2 separate regions of the Sus scrofa genome follow, and region 2 is linked to region 1. The links are chromatin contacts, called in public Hi-C maps. All regions are on one chromosome and are shown on one strand. Each heading gives the region's core, a stretch centred on a gene start, on an enhancer-like site or on the middle of the called end of the contact. The rest is flanking DNA. Distances are from core to core; before and after follow the strand shown.

What was found. Hi-C and Micro-C count contacts between places; a contact is called where the count stands out from the background.
Region 2: a contact with region 1 is called in a Hi-C map of heart right ventricle, with 3 times the contacts expected there. The contact joins two enhancer-like sites. A contact is called at or near these places in 1 of 47 Hi-C or Micro-C datasets (heart right ventricle) and 1 of 2 datasets of contacts at active chromatin or transcription factors (skeletal muscle).

Annotation. Positions count from the first base shown.
Region 1 is chr1:219,328,419-219,332,518 of Sscrofa11.1, reverse strand. The region is part of intron 3 of LOC100737021 (a long non-coding RNA gene); the gene reads right to left. Among named protein-coding and RNA genes, the nearest start is that of VLDLR, 120 kb to the right of the region's middle. Within about 2 kb of position 2,473, at least 2 of the 83 cell types and tissues checked have an H3K27ac peak or open chromatin away from gene starts, as enhancers often do.
Region 2 is chr1:219,408,812-219,412,776 of Sscrofa11.1, reverse strand. No RefSeq gene overlaps it. Among named protein-coding and RNA genes, the nearest start is that of VLDLR, 200 kb to the right of the region's middle. Within about 2 kb of position 2,031, at least 14 of the 83 cell types and tissues checked have an H3K27ac peak or open chromatin away from gene starts, as enhancers often do.

The sequences.
Region 1 (4,100 bases), core at 1,224-3,723:
AGAGATTAAGCCCTTGTCAGCTACATCGTTTGAAACTATTTTCTCCCATTCTGTAAGTTATCTTTTTGTTTTCTTTTTGATTTCCTTTGCTGTGCAAAAGCTTGTCAGTTTGATGAGGTCCCATTGGTTTATTTTTGCTTTTATTTCTGTTGTTTTGGGAGACTGAGTTGAGAAAACATTTGTAAGGTTGATGTCAGAGAATGTTTTGCCTATGTTCTCTTCTAAGAGTTTGATGGTGTCTTGTCTTATATTTAAGTCTTTCAGCCATTTTGAGTTTAGTTTTGTGCATGGTGTGAGTGTGTGTTCTAGTTTCATTGATTTTCATATGGTTCTCCAGGTTTCCCAGCAATACATGCTGAAAAGACTATCTTTTTCCCATTTTATGTTCTAAGGAGAACAGTATGGAGCTACTTTAGAAAACTATACATAGAACTACCATATGACCCAGCAATCCCACTCTTGGGCATATATCTGGACAAAACTTTCCTTAAAAAAGATGCATGCACCCACATGTTCATTGCAGCACTATTCATAATAGCCAAGACATGGAAACAACCCAAGTGTCCATCAACAGATGACTAGATTAGGAGGATGTGATATATATATATATATATATATATATATATACACACACACACACACACATATACACAGTGGACTACTATTCAGCCATAAAAAAGAACAAAATAATGCCATTTGCAGCAACATGGATGGAACTAGAGACTCTCATACTAAGTGAAGTAAGTCAGAAAGAGAGGGAGTTCCCGTCATGGTGCAGTCCTTAACAAATCTGACTAGGAACAATGAGGTTGCAGGTTCGATCCCCGGCCTTGCTCAGTGGGTTGAGGATCTGGCATTGCTGTGAGCTGTGGTGTAGGTTGCAGATGCGGCTCGGATCCCGAGTTGCTGTGGCTCTGGTATAGGCCAGCGGCTACAGCTCTGACTGGACCCCTAGCCTGGGAACCTCCATGTGCCGTGGGAGTGGCCCTAGAAAAGGCAAAAAGACAAAAAAAAAAAAAAAAAGAAAGAGAAAGACAAATGCTATATGATATCACTTATATCTGGAATCTAATATACAGCACAAGTGAAACTTTCCACAGAAAAGAAAATCATGAACTTCGAGAATAGACTTGTGGTTGCCAAGGGGACAGGGGAGGGAGTGGGATGGATTGGGAGCTTAATAGATACAGACTACTGCCTTTGGAATGGGTTGGTAATGAGATCCTGCTGTGTAGCACTGGGAACTCTGTCTAGTCACTTATAATGGAGCATGATAATGTGAGAAAAAAGAATGTATACATGTGTGTGTAACTGGGTCATCATGCTATACAGTAGAAAAATAAATAAATAAAAGGTAAAAATAAATAAATAAATAAAGTAAGTGGAGGCAGCTGTTGAAACAATAGCACCATGTTATGTTAGGAGTCATGGGGTCTCTGCTTCAGATACAAGGGCTATAAGAGGAAAGCATTCACAAGCTAGTGAAGGCGACAATGGTTTGTTCAAAATCAGAATCCTTCTTAGGGCTCACAGAAACCTAGAACATCTGCCTCAGGGCTTCTGGTATTCTACCTGACCTAAATCATGACTAATTTCTCTTATGCCCCTCAACTCCTAGAGAATGAAAGTGGAGATGGACTTAGAAATGATATAAAAGTCAGAAGGCTCAAGTTTGAGTTCAGTACTGCCACTTACTAACCACATGGATTAATTTTCCTTGTCTATAAAATGAGAAAAAGAGCACATGCGAAATAGGATAGTGAGGTAGAAGCACAGAGAACTATGATTATATGCATGCAGATGGCTGACCCAAGAGGTTTGTTTTCCTTTGTTCCATAAGGCAAAGCAGCATCTGACAACAAAATGCTATAAACACCCATGAAAGACCAATATGGATCCCTAAAAGCCTCCTATTGTAGAATTAATATTAACCTTGGTCAAGTCATTTTTCTTTTTTTCCAATCTATGAGAGGTGGATATTAATTACCAAAGTGTCTTCCAACTCTGCTATTTTGTGATTCATCTCATCCCAGATTTCGGGGGAGTGAACCAAAGTTTTTAAATGGTAGTCTGGCTACTTCTGGGCCACCTTACCTTTCTAAGCTGAACACATTCATAGGGTCCCACCAATCTCACAGGACCCATAGGAAAATCTAACAGCTCTGAGATATAATTAACCGCCCCCAAGTTCAAGTGTTAAGGAGAACGGGATTCTGTACTGGAACTCGGTGGCTATCTGGTTTAGCAGGCAATCTGTTGGAAGTGGGGGTGGTGGCATTCCAATGCTTTTGTTCTGGGTAATGCCAGACACATAAGGAATGCAGGACAGGATGGCCTTTGAGGGAGCTTCCAGCCCTAGGATCTCATGTGACTGCTGCACGGATAAGTATCACTTGAAATGATGTTGGGTATGACCTGCCATATCAGGCTGGGAGCCAGGGCCAGGGGCCCTCCCAGACATTCTGCCTCTCTGCTTTGGCCTTCCTGCAGGGAGACATGTCAAATGTGGCAGGTGTAACTTGAGGGAGTGACTGGAGTGTGGTCCTAAAGCAGCTGTGTGCTCTGCTGGCCCCTTGGAATGGGGCTGACCCATTCCATGGAAGCCAGCCCCTCAGGAGCTGATATGATGTGAGTGAGAATGATGGGTCCATTCTCAAGTCAAAGGGCACAACTGGTCACTGATCACAGTCTATTACATAGTCCATCCCCCACCCAGCCATACCGCCTGTCAGCCTGAGGCAGACAATGGGATTGGTCACCTAAGCAACATGGAACCTCGTCAGTGACCTGAGATGCATCATAAGGCCCGGGAGCTGAGTGGTCAGGACAGTTACAATGAGATGAGCATGGGTGGCCTCCTGAATGACCATGCGCCACCCATCCATTAACAATTTTGTGTCTCTAGCAGGCTGTGCTCATCCCTAAGGGCCTCTGCACTGGCTGCTCCCTTCTGAAAGCTTGGGCCCCAGCTCTCAGCACAACTGACTCCTTTCTGCAATTCAAGTTTCATTTCAAATATCAGTATTTTTTTTCATTTTCTGATAATTTATTGTTATGTTCCTTTTTTGCTTTAAAAAAATTTTTTTTTTTTTTTTTTTTTTTTTTTGCTATTTCTTGGGCCGCTCCGCGGCATATGGAGGTTCCCAGGCTAGGGGTCGAATCGGAGCTGTAGCCACTGGCCTACGCCAGAGCCACAGCAACGTGGGATCCGAGCCACGTCTGCAACCTACACCACAGCTCACAGCAACACCGGATCGTTAACCCACTGAGCAAGGGCAGGGACCGAACCCGCAACCTCATGGTTTCTAGTCAGATTCGTTAACCACTACGCCACAACGGGAACTCCTTAAAATTTTTTTATCTTCCATCATGTCCTATCCTAAGAGATTAGATATAGTTCCCTCTGCTGTACAGTAGGACCACTTTCTTAAGTCTCCATGCATACACCCTCTCGAACTACCATAACACTCTGTTTCCTATTTCATATAGAACTTCTCAGTATCTGGAATGACTCTGTTAATTTGTTTCTGGTTTATTGCACATTTTCCATTTAGAAAGTTAACTTCATGAGAACCAACATCTCCTCCGTCTTTCCAATCTATTCCCAACGCCTAGAAAATTACCAAGCATTTAATAAGAGATTACTAAAAAAAACTAGTAAAATTAATTCATTGAGTTAACTCAGTCTAGGACAGGTGTGTCCTGGCACAAAAAGGGCTCTCCTCTCTTTTTCAAGGCTCGAGGGTAGCTTGAATATCTCCCCATTTCAACAGCTATCTTGTGTCCTCTGCCCATGGAAGATCTGAGAATCACTCTCTGATCCATAAAGAGTGTTTCCTGACATCTATATTTATGCCACATAACTTTTTTGTGATTTAAAATTTTATTAATGTAGTTCATCCACATTAATAATTAGACTACAAGAGCAAGTGTGTATTATCATCTCAATAGCTACAGAACACATATTCAATAAAATCAGTAGCCATACAGAATATACCACAGAACTTCTTCACTGGGGAATGATTTTGTTTGCAAGTGACAACAGTAACAACCACCTATTCCATAATTTCAACAAACGAGTTATTTTTCTCAAGAACAAA
Region 2 (3,965 bases), core at 782-3,281, 81 kb before region 1:
GAACAAATGTTCAACTTATTAGAGAAATAAAAGAAGTAACACTGAAAAGTTATTTTAATCCTTCCCAAATGTCCAGAGAACAAAACAGCTAAGTTAAATGTTTTTTTTTTTTCCTCTACAGAGTGTAGGAGAGTAAAGAACAGCAGCAGAAGTGCCATGTTGATAGGAATTATATAAACAGATGAACCTCTTCCTTCAGTGTAGAATTCATGCGCATTTACTCTGGCATTATCAAGGTTGTGCAATTGTCTTGTGTATTCCCAGAGTTATTCTTTACCTAGATAGTTCATTCATTTACTCATGAATTCCAACTCTCATTTATTTTTTCATTCATTCACTTATTTACCTGGTCATTTGTCAATGTTTACTCAGTCTCTTGCATGTATTAGGTACCAAGGACAATAAAGGAGGCTTAAGAATGAAAAAAAAATTAAGTGCTGTCTCCTGCCTTAAATGGAATATAATATAAATATGCTCACAAGAGATGGCAGTTTTCCCCTTTGTGTCTACTTTCAGTTCTCCATTAATTGTGAATGGTTCTCTGCTAAAGATATACCCTTTAGCCCTCCTTTCAACTTTCCATTAATTGTGAATAGTTCTCTGCTAAAGAGAGACCCCTTTTAGCCCTCTGGCACAGCACTGCTATACCTAAGGTATTAGCTACCTATCACTAATTTAGGTCTTGGATACTGTGAAGAATGGAAGACCTTAGATGTGCCTTTGCTTTATCTGTCTGATTGGAGCAAATAATGGTTCAGGGACGTCATATGAGACATCAATATATTATAGGACTTTGAAGACATCCCAGCTCCCAGAAACTGATCAACCCAATTTGGTCCCTTTAAGATTTGTCTCCCACAAGTGGAGGGGTTGGGCTATGGTTAAGGCAGGTTCCCAGGGCAATGTTCATTCTCTAACTCTTCACTTAATAACTATCCTCTACAACTGGATGCCTGATAGACATTCCCCTGGTTTTGTCTTTCGGCCTGACTCACAGATCCTACCAAAAATTTTGCTATCCAGTGCCTTTCTCTGCACACTGAGAAGCCAGTGATGAGCACCATTCCTGAAACAGCTCTAGAATTATCCACACCTCTATGTGACTTCTTAGGCCTCCTGTTAAACAAATCCCCCAAAGACCGGGACCCCATCCCATCTGGAGGCGGTGTTAGAGATCCCTAAAGGTGACCTGTATCAAAAATGGCTCCAGATTGTGCTGGAAAATGTCCAAGCAGGTTTATATGTCAGAGGCTGTTCATCTCCATAAGGGGAATCCAGTTGCAATTACACTTCATAAAGACACATGTCAGTGTGATAGAAAGGACAGTGGAATGGGACTGAGGACACCCCAACCACCACCACCACTATCAAAGCCTATATATTTGTTCCTGTTCATTTCTATGCTCAGATTTTCTCCTCTACAAAGTAAATAGTTGAGACTAAGAGGAGGCCTCAGGTCCCATTGAGCTTGGACAATCTATGACTTCTGAGTACTTTGTTTCTGCTTTGGCAATTTGCCCAGAGAACTGGACTTCAGGGACGTAGCAGGTCCTGCTGTTCACTCAAGTGGAAGGATTATTCAGTTTCCCTGGTCCACATCTACCAAGCCTCTCTGGCATCTGGAGCACGGAGGGAAGCAGGCTTTCCCAGCCTAGTCCCAGGGGAGATGCAGCAGCTACTCTGTCAAAGGCTACTTTGGTCTCCATGGGAGCTGGTCCGTCCTCTTGGCAGAGGAAAGCCTGGGGAGAAGAGCCACATCCATGTGTGCTGCAGCCTGGGCAGAATGCCCTGGGGGCCTGTGATCCCAAGCACCTATGAATGGAGGCAGGGGAACAGCCAGTCCCAGTGTGCCTGTGTCCTATTTGATCTTAGAGACTTGGAAGCCATTAGGACCTGGAAGTACTCACGCCCAGAGGCCGTGCAATGTGGTGGAAAGAGAACTGGCTTTGTGATCAGAAGTTCTGGTCTGACTCTCAGCTCTGCCTTTCCTGGCTACGTGACTGGGAGCAGGTCTCCCCACTTTGCTGAGTATGGGTTTTCTTGTCTGTCCAATGAGGAGAAGTAGGTTTTCCCTGATGATCTCATAGGGCTGGTCTCTGTTGGTTAATTTTCCTGCACACAGTGTATAACACCCCCCACCACCACAACCCGTGATGTCTTCATCATGAGCTATGACAATATTACGGCAGGATGATGATAAAATTAATTTTTGTAGCAAAGAACAATAATTATTGCTACCAGCTGTTGAGCTCTTTTATCTACCAGACACTGTGCTAAGGATTGCAGAAACATTATTTCACTAACTAAGGTCACATGGCTGGTAAATCTTATGACAGTACCCAGCCGAGACATCCTGGACTCCAGAGCCAAGAGCTTAGCCCCATGAGCATTTTGCTTCATTCCTCATGACCAAACAGCCAAGTTTCTTCAAGTCCTGACTTGCAGAGAATGAGTGAAATGTGCTGGCTTGTCAACTCACCCTCCTTGATTAAATTAATGAAATCCTTTAAAACAGCCAAACACAGCAACTTTGGGATTTCATATGTTAAAAGATATTTAAGACAAAATTTTAAAAAGTGTATTTTCACTAATAGTCGGCCAGTATTGCTTTTACTCCCTTATGTCAAGATCTTTCACAGGGTTTTACAGGACTGTGTCCATCCCAACCAACCAACCCCTACCTCCAAACACATCCTTTTTGAAAAAAGTATTTTAAAATTCTGGTTGAATTAGAGTGTTGTGCCAATTTCTGCTATAAGCATGTTGAGCCAGTCATACACACATATATACATTGCTTTTCTCATACCATTTCCTATCACGTTCTATCCCAAGTTATGGGATATAATTCCCTGTGCTCTATAGCAGGACTTCATTGCTTATTCATTCTAAATGTAATAGTTTGTATCTAATCCCAAACTCCCTCCTCCTCCCCCTTGGCAGCCATAAATCTGTTCTCCATGTCTGCTTGTCTGTTTATGTTCTGTAGGTTCATTTGTGCCATACTTTAGATTCTACATATAAGTGATATCATATGGTATTTGTCTTTCTCTTTCTGACTTATCTCCCTTAGTATGAGAAGCTCTAGTTGCAGAAGTATTTTTCAAGTGCCAACTCTGCCAAGCACCTGAGAAGTGCTCAGATTGACCAGGGAATGAGGTGTTCTTGCCCTCAAGGACCATCTTAGCAGAAGGTACTGATAGAATGACAAGCAGGGCATGAAAGTCCTGTGGGTTGGGGGTGGGGGATTGTATAGGGTACTAAGGTCAAAAAGAACCTAAGAAGCTAATCCAGTTTGAGAGCACCAGGGAAGCCTTCCCAGAAAAGGTGACAGCAAAAGTGAGTGAGAGTCAAGCTATTGGGAGGGAACAAGGACATTTCAGGACATAGGAGTGTCCTATGCAATGGCTAAGAAGCAAGACAGGCATGACCCACTCAGGGAGCCAAAAGAAGTTCACAATGGCTGAAGAATAGAGCCCTGAGATGAGACCTGAAAAGGAGGACATATCGCACAGGGCTAGATAATATCATGTGAAGGAGATTGGACTTAATATAATCAATTCAAGAATTAACTGAAAGGTTTCTAGCTGGGTGGTGGGGAGGTGGGTCCTAACCTGATTCATGTGTTACAAGGATGATTCTGGCCACATAATGGAAAATAGACCAGTGACTGGCAGGGGAGGAGGGTGGCTAGCATAGACAAGTCAGTTTCTGCAATAATTCAACCAAAAGATAAAGATGACTCAGCCTGGGGATCTGGCTGGCAGCAGGAATGGAGAGAAGCAGATACTGTAAAAAATGTTTACTGAGGTGACTTGATTTAGTGGTTGAGTGAAGATGGGATGGGGGAGGGCATGGTGTCTGGGATGCTGTCTGTGTCAGCCCCTTTGGTCCCTGAAAACAAAGTCTGATCTATTTTCTTCCAGGTTCTTCTCAGTTAAGATGGAATGTCTTTGTGAATTTCTGAA